Linked DNA regions of Danio rerio: region 2 is linked to region 1. The links are chromatin contacts, called in public HiCAR-type maps. All regions are on one chromosome and are shown on one strand. Each heading gives the region's core, a stretch centred on a gene start, on an enhancer-like site or on the middle of the called end of the contact. The rest is flanking DNA. Distances are from core to core; before and after follow the strand shown. Region 1 has its middle 120 kb from the start of nmbr. Region 2 overlaps adgrg6 (adhesion G protein-coupled receptor G6).

The links. HiCAR-type assays count read pairs that join an accessible place to other places.
Region 2: a contact with region 1 is called in a HiCAR-type map of caudal fin, with 6 times the contacts expected there. The contact joins two enhancer-like sites. A contact is called at or near these places in 3 of 18 Hi-C or Micro-C datasets (caudal fin, embryo and an unstated tissue) and 1 of 4 datasets of contacts at active chromatin or transcription factors (caudal fin).

Annotation. Positions count from the first base shown.
Region 1 is chr20:40,436,277-40,442,842 of GRCz12tu, forward strand. It overlaps a transcript of gje1a not described here. Among named protein-coding and RNA genes, the nearest start is that of nmbr, 120 kb to the right of the region's middle. Within about 2 kb of position 4,550, at least 4 of the 62 cell types and tissues checked have an H3K27ac peak or open chromatin away from gene starts, as enhancers often do.
Region 2 is chr20:40,707,614-40,714,203 of GRCz12tu, forward strand. It overlaps adgrg6 (adhesion G protein-coupled receptor G6), which reads left to right. Exons shown (of 24, transcript NM_001369129.1): 6 at 4,351-4,433; 7 at 4,578-4,630; 8 at 4,741-4,755; 9 at 5,181-5,320. Among named protein-coding and RNA genes, the nearest start is that of trnaf-gaa, 23 kb to the right of the region's middle. Within about 2 kb of position 3,323, at least 5 of the 62 cell types and tissues checked have an H3K27ac peak or open chromatin away from gene starts, as enhancers often do.

The DNA.
Region 1 (6,566 bases), core at 3,300-5,799:
GTGCACCTCCATTGGAAATAACGAACTTGTGCAAACCCTAGGAGAGACGCGATATGTGAATGACCTCTAAAAGGCTGCTGTCGTTTGCGATCTCCTGCAGTTGAGCTTCTTGCAGACAACAGATTTGTTGACAAATAGGTTGTGGATCTATTCATTGGCAGTTTGCGATCTCTTTACTAGGCCTTTTCCCCTTGGCACAGAAACTTTCCAAAGACATCTTTTTTTACTCATTTTGCTGCTTGTGGGTTAAATTTGGGCGCTCAAGTGACCGAGATGCAAGGGAGAGAATATGGTAATTTTTCAAAATAAAAGATCGTTCAGACTCCAATAATAAATAAAACTGAAAAAATTAATTTTTGTGTGGGCCAGTACCAATTGATCTATGGACCGGTACCGGTCCGCGGCACAGTGATTGAGGATCACTGGTCTAGAACACCAGTTTTAAGCTGGCTGGCAAGGTAGCCAAGGTATGCATAGTCTGGTACATTAGTGTCAAGTCATTTGTCAAAGGGAGCCTAGGCACACATACTCTAGTACTACACCAGTTTTAAGCCAGTTGATAAGGTAGCCAAGGCATACATGTTCTAGTACAAGTGTGCCAAATCTTGGTCTTGGAGGGCCGTTCTCCATCAGGGGGTCCAGGAGGGTTTCCATTTTTGTTTAGCCATTCGATGGCACCCATAATCTAGCACTCCAGTATTAGGCTGGTTGGTAAGGTAGCCAAGGCACACAGAGTACAGTACATTATCCGTTCATTTATTCAATTTCCATCAGCTTAGTCCCTTTATTCATCAGGGGTCGCCACGGCGGAATGAATCACCAACTTATCCATCATATGTTTTGTACAGCGGATGCCCTTTTAGCGGCAACCCAGTACTGAGAAACATCCATACATAGTCGTTTGCGCACGTATGCTATGGCCAATTTAGTTTAATTAAATCACCTGTATCACATGTCATTTTTGCAGGTGATATGTTATATTCTCAAATACAGTGTATTTGAAAATACATTGGCTGCAGCAAGTCTCTGTACTTGTTCTACACCAATAATCAAAGCAGCAGCAGTGTAGCAGATCTATGCTGCCAAGACCAAACATATCAGCATTGCCACATTCAGTACAATTCCAAATCTCCCTGAGAGTTGTCATGACAGAAATATTGTAATTGAAGTCTACAGACACACATTGACAAAATGCCACAAAAGAAACTCCATAGGTGTATTCTGGATATTTTCTTTACCTTAAAGTGGGACTTTATGAAAGTCAAAAAAGCCCCAAATCTGTCAGGTGCATAAAAAGGCTGTTTGTGCCTTCAAAAGCAGATTTGGCTTGACATGATTGTTGCTGTATTGCTGTATTGCTGTATAGGCCTAAGTTTAGATCATGTGTCCAGAGGCACGTGTTAGAAACAGTATTGCATCCCGTAGAGAAGAGCGATTGCCAGCAGAGAGATCTGCCACATTCACCCTGTGAATCATCTGGACCCGATGACTAACAGAATCTCTGCACACATATGTCAACCACCTCACATTGTTCTGCAAATGAGACTGTTGATGTGAATCATGGACTCTTTGCTTTAATGTACAACTGAAACACACCAGAGATTGGAGCTTTGTAAGGAAGGCTAAGTGGTATATCATATTTATTTATGATTTTGTCCTGATGTCTCTACATTATGATTAGTGTACATATTATTTTATACAAAATCAGGTACTGTTGATGATAAAGTTAATATGATTGTTTTGTTGCTTTCACGTGGCATTGTACTGTACTGTGTGTTATCTGTATGAGGAATATTCTACATTCATTTTGGTGAAAAATCTCCACGTTAAAATGTGATAAACAGAAGTGAAGCATCATCCAATAATTGAATATTTATTAAACGATTTTGTCATAATTTACTCAATGTGGGGATATGATTATTAAATTACTTTTATTCATTTAATCATTCATTTTCTTTTTGGCTTAGTCCCTTTATTAACCCAGGGTCGCCACAGTGGAATGAACTTTCAACTTATTCATTTATATTTTATAATTTTTTTTTTATTCAGTTGAGTTCATCATTCTGATAGACAGCAATATTATTTTTTTTATTATTATCACTTTTATTCTACAACAATTGTTTAAAAATTGTGGTAACTGAGTAAAAAATAAAACTAATATACATTTTTTATTTTTATTTTTTTAGTTAAGTTAAGGATTCTGATTGACAACAATATTATTTTTTGTTATTATCAGTTTATTATGCACTAATTGTTAAAAAATAATTGAATAATTATTATTATTATTAATATTATTATTATTATTATTAATATTATTATCCGCCAAATTTATTGTAATTTAGTTTAATTTAATTTAATTTAATTTAATTTAATTTAATTTAATTTAAATTAATTTAATTTAATTTAATTTAATTTAATTTAATTTAATTTAATTTAATTTAATTTGTACTTATCTTTTAGAGAAGAAAATTAAGTTTTGGAAAAGCATGAGGGTGAGTAAATAACAACAGACTATTTATTATTAGATGAACTCTCCCTTGAGAACGAGACTGGTGGAGCATATTAAATGACTTGTTTTTCGATTCTTTAAACCAGATCTGCTTTTCACAAACAAAAACAAAAAAACACTTGAGCACATAGAAAATTAAAAAACCGTATAGACTAATGTGTTTTTAAAAAACAGCCAATGCAGCACTTGGACTAAATTTCTCTTGCTAGAGCAATTATGAGATGTCATGAAAACATGACAGGAACTGATGGAAGAGTATATCGGTTTTCCGCAATCATTAGCACCTAATCCCAGGAGAAATGACTCGCTAATGACGCTTGATCGAGGGTTGCTGAAATTGAATTGAAAGTGCCACAAACAGTGATCTGGTATCATTGCTTCATGGCTGGAAGGCACAGCTAAACGAATGCGACTGGAGGTGTGCAGGTGCTCTTTAGAAGAAAAGAGATGATTTGGATCATACCTGAGTGGACGCTCCATCTCTGAACACATGCAGTGCTCAAATCAGCTCAAACAAACATGTCTGAAGGGCAAACGCCATTGGCTTTCCCTTTGTGCTCAATATGGCAACAATGAATCTGATTAATAGACAAATTAAGTCAGACTTTGTGCAAGTGCCAATTACATTTATTTATTTATTTATTTATTTATTTATTTATTTAATGGTTTTAATGACCTCATTGATTCTTTCTTTATTTTTTCTTTATTTTTTCTTTTTCTTTCTTTCTTTCTTTCTTTAATATAATATTCTTTCTTTCAATAATAATAATAATAAAAATAATAAGAATTGTAAAAACGATATTGAATTATTTTATCATTAAAATGTTTTATTAAAGGGAGGCAGTGGTCCACAGTCCAAAGAAATGCGGTACAGGTGAATTGGGTAAGCTAAATTGTCCGTAGTGTATGAGTGGATGTTTCCTAGAGATGGGTTGTGGCTGGAAGAGCATCCGCTGCGTAAAAACTTGCTGGATAAGTTGGCGATTCATCCCGCTGTGGTGGCCCCTGCCCCCTTCATATATAATATTATCAATATTTATTACGATTTAATTATTATATGTTTTATATTACAATTTAATTATTTTTATAAAAATACATAATTTAATTTTATAATTTTAGTTTTCTTTTTATAAGTCTATAATAATAGTAATAATAATTATAATAATAATATTGAATACTTTTCTCATTAAATTTTAATTATTTGAATATATAATATAATCAATATTTATTACGATTTAATACTTTATTTTAAAAAATTTATAATTTAATAATACAATTTAAGTTTTTTATTTTTTAATAAATAAATAATGATAATAATAGTAATAATAATGATAATGATAATAATATTTAATTATTTGTTCGTTAAAATGTTTTAAGTAAATGAATAATATTATCAATATTTTTACGATTTATTTAATTCTTTATTTTATAAAAATATATAATTTAATTATATAATCAGTTTTTTAGCTTTTTATAAGTCTATAATAATAATAATAATAATAATAATAATAATAATAATAATAATAATTATAATATTTGATTATTTTATTATTTAAATGTTTTAAATAAGTAAATATATAATATCAATAATTATTACAATTTAATTAATTCTTTATTTTATAAAAATGTTTGCTATATTTGAGTTTTGTATTTGTTATACATCAATAATAATAATAATAATAAAAAAATAATAATTATTATTATTATAAGTAATACAAATTCACAAAACATTAATTGCCCAGCATTTTCTGTAGATTACATTTGTAAAACTAACTGGTCTATCAAATTAATTCAAAGGTGCAAACATTGATAAATCTGTTTGTGATTTTTTTTTCATTAATATTACTGACGTTAATTTCCTTTGACCTTGAAAATGCATATTGTAAACCAACTTGGCTCGAAATGTTTAGACACGGCCTTCCAAGCTTTTTGTGGCATGTGCCAATGTGAACACCTGCTTCAAACGCACTGTTGTTACCATGGTACCACTTCTCACATCACCTAGTTGTAATGGTTTAAACAACAAGATCAAGGCTGGCTCAGCTGTTACTGGCACTGTTGCTAGGCAACTTTGGAATCAGAGTTCAAGGATACAAAGGAATAAAGCTTGTTGATGTGCCCTGCTCACATTCAGGTCACTCAAAGGTAATCACAACGTACACATATACATACACTTCAGTGACTGTACTCCCATCTTAAGGTGAGACACTATATTTTCATGCACCTGTCAATTTAGAGATTTTGGTCATTTTGGCTTTTTATTAAGGATTTTTTTTCTCTTTTTTTAATTTTTTTGTATACATAAAAGCATCGTAATTCGGCCTATTTTGCACTTTGTCAATTTTGACCTGTAAATTTCAATTACACTCTATATTTATGCACCAGACTTCAGTTTTATGTGTACTCTGAGAGTTTTACAGAGGTTATTTGTTCATTCATAATTTGCCTGACTATATACAAAATTTTATTCTATCAAAAATGTTGATAGTATTTTCATCATCATTATCTTCATCATCATCATTATCTTCATCACCATTATCTAAATAATAATAAATAATTATCTATAAATAATAATTATCATCATCATCATACTAATAATTATTTAGTAAATGCAAAAACCTGTAAATACCTTTACCTCTATGTCCAAAAAACGATTTCTGAAACTGCTTTCATCCAGTGTTCAAATTTAAGTGATTTTTTTTATTGTTTTTAATTGTACATTTATTAATCTTGAAATGTCCATGAAAATAGTCTTTGTTGCTGACATGGCATTAAATAGAAAATCATCATCATCATCATCATCAAATGTTAGTGCTAGAGGTATTTAATTAAATAATGATTCATTGGCATATTTAAACACAAAACTTTAGAATATTTTTAATACAAAGGAGTTTGTAATTCTTAATGTTTTATTTACTCTATTTTCCTGCGTTGTCTCAATATTTTGGTCTGAACGTATTATATCATATACAGCATCTTTAGAGCATATTTTAAAATATGGTAATATATGTAAATATATGTCAAAAAAGTGTGTTGTAGACTCTCAATAATGTTAGGTGTAGATTTGCTAAGGACCAGTGGAGTTTAGATGTGTTTCTCCCTCCTGAAATGTAAAACACACTTATATTCACCAGTTTATTTAGCAGTCACCATCCCCCATCCTTGCAGTTTATCACAGAAAACTCTTTTTTGGAGTTTATTGAGACTTCAGGAGTGCTTAACAATTGATGTTTCAACAGTGCCCCCTTGCGGTTTCAAATAAGTATTGAATGCATTTAATTTCTGTCCAGCTTATGCTGCATTTAGCAACAGGATGCTGCATCAGTTATTTCAACGAGAAATAAAGGCTTAGGAGTAATATTTGTTAACACTTTATTTTGATGGTCCATTTGAGTGTTAGTTGAATGTCTGCTTTATATCTGTTGATACAGCTGCTTCAACAGATATATAACTGACTTTAAGCAACTTAAGTACAACTTAACCCCAACCCCAAATTTGTTGTTATGTAGATGCAATGTAAATTAAATTCAACAGACAATTAAAATAAAGTGTGGCCAATTGTGAAATTACCATTTTTTTAAACTTAAAATTATATTCTTAATCAATGAATGAATTAATAGTAATAATAATATATATTTTACAGTGTATGTGCTCTCATGCCACATATGTATCTCAAGCATGTATGTTTAAAATGAATGTACAAATTACATAATAAGTAAACAATGTACTTTACAACACACTTCTGTGTAGTATTAGTGAATCAATGTACAGCATGTACATATGAGAGAACCATTTTTAAAGTTTGGGGAAAACAATTTGCAGCCCTTTAAAGACATAGTTCACACAAACTATACATTAAGATTGGTAACACTTTATAACAACTGCACACTTTGAGTCACTTATTAAGCATTAGCAAGTTATTATTAATTCATCATTTGTTAAGCATTAACTCTACATTAGAGCAAATGATTAATAAATTATTCTAATTACATTGATACATTTAATTTTTCAGCCATGAATTCATAGTTCAACAACGTTTAGAATTTGTCGTAATAAT
Region 2 (6,590 bases), core at 2,073-4,572, 270 kb after region 1:
TGTAAAAATCCACAATAGTACGTATCTGTCAAAATCATCAAAGGTTTTTGTATCTTTTTTGTTTCATGTCAGATCTTTGCTCTTCTCTTTCATTTAATATTATTACATTTCCTGAGTCTGTTCAGTTCAAAATCATTCCTGGCAGCGCATTATTTAATACAATGTAATTTATATTCATAGTCCCTTGTCTTCACTGCCAGTTCATTTAGAGAACTGAATTAATGTCTCGTTAAAGATTCTAGTATTATCTTTCTACATTCCCTTATGGGTTAACATCAATATTGCTTCCAGACAGACTTCCTGAAATCCTTAACCTGTGTTTCTGCTGTAAACCTATCTTATTTCTTTATTAATACTAGTCCTTACTTAAGTGTTACCCTTTGGTATATGTTTGTACTTTATCCATTTCAAACAATCCCTGTGTTAACTTCCGTATTGTGCCTACAATTGATTTTTCCTGTATACTGTTGTGTTTTGTTATATTGTGTGTCTGAAAGATAAGTAATAGCCTGCTCTGACCTCTTCATTTTTTATATCTGCAAAGATAAATAATAGCCTGCTCTGACCTCTTCATTTTTACCAAATCTGGGATCCTCTGCTAAATACTTGAGCCGGAGCAGAAAAAGAGAGGGCTGCATTTTTGTGGTCACTACTGCGGTTTACTCCTCACGCTGAGACTCCATCCACTAGCTCTCCCCCCGCTAGGCCTCTTGTTGCTCCTGCACCCCGGGGCCCCAAAACGTCACTCGGCTTCATCTCCACACCCCTCATCTGGCCCGTGAGGAAGAAAGTAGAAGCTGCCGTCACTCGGCCACACAAACGTCCCGTCATCCATCTGACCAAGCCGCCTTCCCAACCGACAATAAGCATGACGAATGAATCCCACTGGCTGAAAACATCCACAATGACCTCTGTTGCCAAGAAAACAGACTCTACAAGCATGAGGCCGGCCTATTCCCAGGTGAAGCCTCCATGGCAACCAGACGCTCACAATCAGACTGAAGACTTTGAGTCTTTCCAGGTGGCGTCACTCAGTAATCGTAAGAATAAGCCAATAGCTCCCCAAGTGGTTGTGAGTGACAGTGACAAAAACCTCACAGAGATACTCGATTACCCATCTGGTTTTGGACCAGAGGCGTTTTTTTATGACATTGACTTGGATGATGATGTCTTCAGCCTGTTTGACTTTGATTCCACCTACTCCCTGGATGAAAGCTTGGCCCCTGCCACCCCCCACAACATGTCTTTCCTAGAAATAGAAAGTGTGCCTACTGTCAACACTACAAGTTTTGCACCGGTGAGACAGGCTGTTAGCAAACAGGAACATTTAGAAAGTCACTCAGACCTTAGTTTACCTTGGGCTATGTCAGAGTTGGCACAGGTCTCAGAACGGCTGGAGACAGACAGCAGCTGGACACTTATCCCTTCCTCCTCAATGAGTCCGGGAGTAACAGGTGTGCAAATGATCCAGTCTGAGCTCAAGAGTCTCCCTGGCCAAACAGCAGCACCACCAGAGTGGTCGCCCACACACCTTGTGGATATAAAGCTAACAAGCACCGTGGCCTGGGGCCTGTCGAAGGAAACTGCCACCAAGGACACTGTTAAAGATGTGCAACATGATCAGAAAAAGTCCACAATGGTTACACATGGCAAGATGGAATCTTTAACAAAAGGTTACGGCAGGACAAACTTGTCAGAAACTGATTATAGTCTAACCGATACCACCCCTTTTCTTTTTTCATCAGCCTCCCAACAGAGCTCTTTCGACTATCTCCCCAATCAAACTATTTTACTCATAGAGCCTTTGGCAGCGAGCCCTCTCACTCCTCAAGGCAGCTATACCCTCACAACAGAGACACTTGTTATCTCCTCTCTCTCCCCCTCTCATAGTGTCGAGCCAGTGGCTGAACTGCTTATGGATTCAACCCACAGCGCTGCCACTCTTATTGAGCCTCAGAGTTCAATGCCTACTGAAGGGGTTCAAAGTGACTTCTTAATGACACAGGCCATCAGACCCAGTCCGTTGTCTTCCTTGCCGCACACTGATGTTTTCCCATCTCTGACACCTGGCTCAGCCCAAATTCTCTTTATCTCAGATCCCAAAAACAACACTGACCTGGTTTTACCCTCAATGAACAATCAGTTTATCCTCTCTGAAAACCCTCAAGTCGTTCACTCCAGCCAATTCCCAAATTCTAGGGTTTTCACTTTGTATCCGAGCATCGCAGGTGGCATTTCTACGTCAGTAGACGGCAGCTGGTCCAAATCAGAGTCACCTCTGGCGCTGGAGCCGTCGCTTATACACAGATTGCCAGAGACCCTTTTCAGAGGCTTAAGCAGGCAAGGCGATGTTAATCCTTCAGAGGTCGATCTGAGGGACTTGTCACATATGCCTCATATTTCTGTCAATGCTAGTTCAGAATTACCAAACAGTTCTGCGGTGGCCCTGACAGATGAACAGAGAGGCTCTCAGTCTTGGCCCGTTAATTCAGATGCCCAAACTAAAGCAGAGAGGATTAATATATCTCCCAGTTTGCCCTCCCTCAACATTTTGGACTCTGTACGTGGCATGGTCACATCGACATGGTCAGCCAACACCACAGCTGACAGGGAAAGTTCCCAAATTTCATCAACTGAAATATTTCCCTCACATTTCCTCAATTCAATAAGAAACCATAGACCAGATGAGGCCTCACCTTATGAAACCAAATTCAGATATCAGTCAGAGACAATAGACATTTCTAACTTCATAGAACCAGGCAATGTCTTTCCTTCTCGCTCTAAAGAGAAGGTTTACCATGATAGATTTATTATTTCTAGTGCTTACACTCGAATCAGCAGTACAACCCACAAATACATTGAAGCCACCCCTACCACATGGCCCTTAAAAACAACTCTGAACATCCCAGATGTCTCTAAGTCATTTAAGAAAAAGCAGATTTCGAACACTATTCAAGACTATGAATTGTTTAAAATAAATATGCACACAATTGAACCATTCCACACTCAACCTCATTTGCAAATAACTATGACTTATGCAGATCTGTCATCTCATACACCACCAAACACTCCTCTTCATCAATTTCACACTTCTATAAGCAGCATGCCATCAGTACTTGAATGGACTGCCTCCATTTCAGTCTTTCAACCATCCAAATCAATACACATCTCAAGCGGCTACAGTGAAGACCTGCTGGACGCTAAACATGTCCACTCTTCAACAACAAAGTGGCCATTTTGGGCCAAGAATGAATCAGCAAACCCCTCCAGCCACAGCCACAATGTGCTCGTTGTTCAACCCGCCACCACAGATACCAAGACGCATCCGACTCCAGCTATTGACGACCAGCCTTTTGTCCCAACAAATGGCACAGCCGCCACCCCAGCCAATGGAGTCATCCCAAGTTTTGGCTCGGTGCACGCTGGTGCCACCAATGGGACCACTACAGACCCTCATGAACTGGCCCCATGTCCATGTAAAGCTCCCTTTCATATTACATGTCTGTGTGGACTTTCAGCCGGGAACAGTATGTTTTCCAATAACGATCTAGACCTTAGAAAGAGAAATAGTTTCTTTTATTACTGAATCCTGACTTTCTGAGCAAGTGAACGAATCGTAGAATGATGGTTACCCAATTGTGGGGAAAAATGAGGGTCTTCTTGCTGTGCAGATTAAAATCCTATTTGATTTACTAGAGTATATTAACCATAGCCAGTTCTGACAATCATTGATTTTCAGCCCTCTTAATGTACTGATTTGCTCACTCAGATCGAGTGCATAGCTCTCTTGAAATTATCCAGATTTATATCATTCTTCCTTCTTAGGAGACTGCCATATTTAATCATTTATTTCACCTTGACCATTTTAGTTTTACTTCAAGAAGGATTTGCTCTCTGACAATTTTACGAGAGAATCCTTGTGTGGATTGAAAGTACAGTGTGCTATCTTAAGAAGCTGTCTCATATTTTCAATTTGTGAAGTCAGTTTTTGAAATGTTATTATATCTGGAGTCTCCTAAGAAAGCCTTGGCATGGTGTAGTACTGCATCATAAAGTAGTCCAGCACTAACAACTCAAGATACATGAGAGCCATCTTGTGGTAGAAGTGCAGCATAGCAGTAGCTCTCAAAATGCATTGCTTCATGTACCGAGAATGTGATTAATGGCAAATCCTCTATACTGAACTTGTTTATGTAAGACTTTGGGTTGATTTGGTTTAGCAGACTGATTTTAAGATCTGTTTGGTAATTACCAAGACATAGACTACTGCTATGCATCACAGAAATAAAGCAAGTGAATTAAATACCTTTTTTGACGTGCAACTAAAAATTTCTTTATCTACTATTACAGAGGATATTTTCTACAGATCAACCCTTGTGGTTACTGATGAACAAACTCCAGATAGAGATGCTACGGCGATAATATCTCAATGGGTATATTTTTACACTTTTCTTATATATTTGTTTTCTTTTACTGTTAAATGCATTTTAAATGGCTGTTACAAAGCTACTGAAAATTATTATAGACTTTTATTTTACACTTAAATTATTATACACATGTTTTTTGATGTTTTACAGCTCAATCAGACATTTCAGAACTGGATGTATAGAGTTTATGTTGATGGCATCAGGTATGGTTCTTTTAAAAATCTAATTATAACAGTAAACATTCATTTTTTCTTTAACTAATGACTTTTACCATTTGAGTTTTTAGTCTTCAGCTTATCACTGTTCTCTCAAGGATCACAACCACACGGTAAAACATTTCAGACTGCTTATTTATATTTTTATTAAAAAGATATTCCATTAGGCTAATTGGTAACACTTTATTTAATTGGTCCAGTTGAGTGTTAGACTGTCTGCTTAATATCTGTTGATACTGCTCCTTCAACAGATGTTTAACTGACTATAAGAAACTTTGCAAGTACACGTCAGCTTACACTAACCCTTATCCCTAACCCCAACCCCAACCTGACAGTCTACTTGTAATCTAATGAGAATTCGTTGGCATGTTAAACTCAACAACTTAATTTCAACAATTTAAGCTGGCAACTTAAATTCAGCAAATGGACCATCAAAATAAAGTGTTACTGCCTATTTATATGCATATATATATATATTTTTTTTTTGCTAATCTATCGAAACAGATTTGTTGTTGATGTGATATTGCATTTTTCACAGACAAATCTACTTGGCGCTACTGGTGTATAAGAATACCACCGATGTGAATCTGGCAGAGGTGGAGATTGAGAGCATGCTGAGAAGTGCCCCTGCTATTGGAAATGGCTTGACTTTAGACAGTGTTACCGTGAACTTAATGGGTATGGCATGCTTTACAGTGACAATTCAGTAACCATAAATAATGAGTATTTTTGCTTGGATATTGTTTAATAACGTGATATTTTTAGTGTTTTAATTAATATGAATTAATACAAATTAATATTACTGAGCTCTTCTTAAATATAGGTAATGTTGTATTTGTCTTGATACCTATAAGTGCATTTTGAAGTCATTAAAGATGAGATATACAGTGCTCAGCATAATTGAGCTATGCTCATAATTGAGTTATGCATTTCTCTTTTTTGAAAATGCATATTTTTATCCATTCCTCAGTGAATATAGGCAATAGATTGTAGTGAATTTAAACAAAACAGATTTGTAAAACAGATGTTGATTAAAATGTTATTTTAGTCACCAAACATATTTAGAAATTGAAAGATAATACAATAAATTTAAGCAAAATATTGCAAAAATAAATGACAACCTACAAAATTTCAACAAAATTTTTCAATTTTTCAATTTATTTATTTATTTTTTTGCTTTTTTCCTCTTTTTAAAATTTGAATTTAATATTTTTCTATAACATATAAATTTGGGTGTACTAGTTTTTGGACCAATATCATAAGTTATTTTGTTAGATAAGCTCCAGATTTCAGTACTGTTATTGTGTGTGCATTTGTTGGAGTTTCACTGACTTGAAAAGTTAATAAAAAGAGGGGATTTAAATAAATAATCCAAAAACAACTACTACGGTTCGCTTTAGTCAGTGTATTTCTCTTATATGAGCCAAAGACATGTCTTAACCAAAGGAGGGACTGTTTTGTTTTTATATTTTCTGTACCTTTATACCTTTTGCATGTTTCCCTGTTTAGTAAATATGGCATTTAAATTAACTAAGTGTGCAAAGTTCTGTCAGTAAGGCCTTGAGTGGAGCTATTTTTTGTGTAATATAAAACAGATTTTTTAATTTGAACAAACTATAAACCTGAACTCAGGGTGGCACGGTGGCTGAGTGGTTGGCACTGTCACCCAACAGCAAGAAGGTCATTGGTTTGAGTCCCGGCTGTATGAAGTTATAATATCCTTCCCTTGTTTATGTGAGTTTCCTCTGGGTGCTCCTGTTTCCTCCTCAGTCCAAAGACGTGTGCTATAGGAGAATTGAATAAACTAAATTGGCCATAGTGTATGTGTGTGTGAATGAGTTTGTATGGATGTTTCCCAGTACTGAGTTTGTCCTGAAACTTTATCCACTTTGTAAAACATATACTGGATAAATTGGTGGTTCATTCCGCTGTGGTGACCCCTGATTAA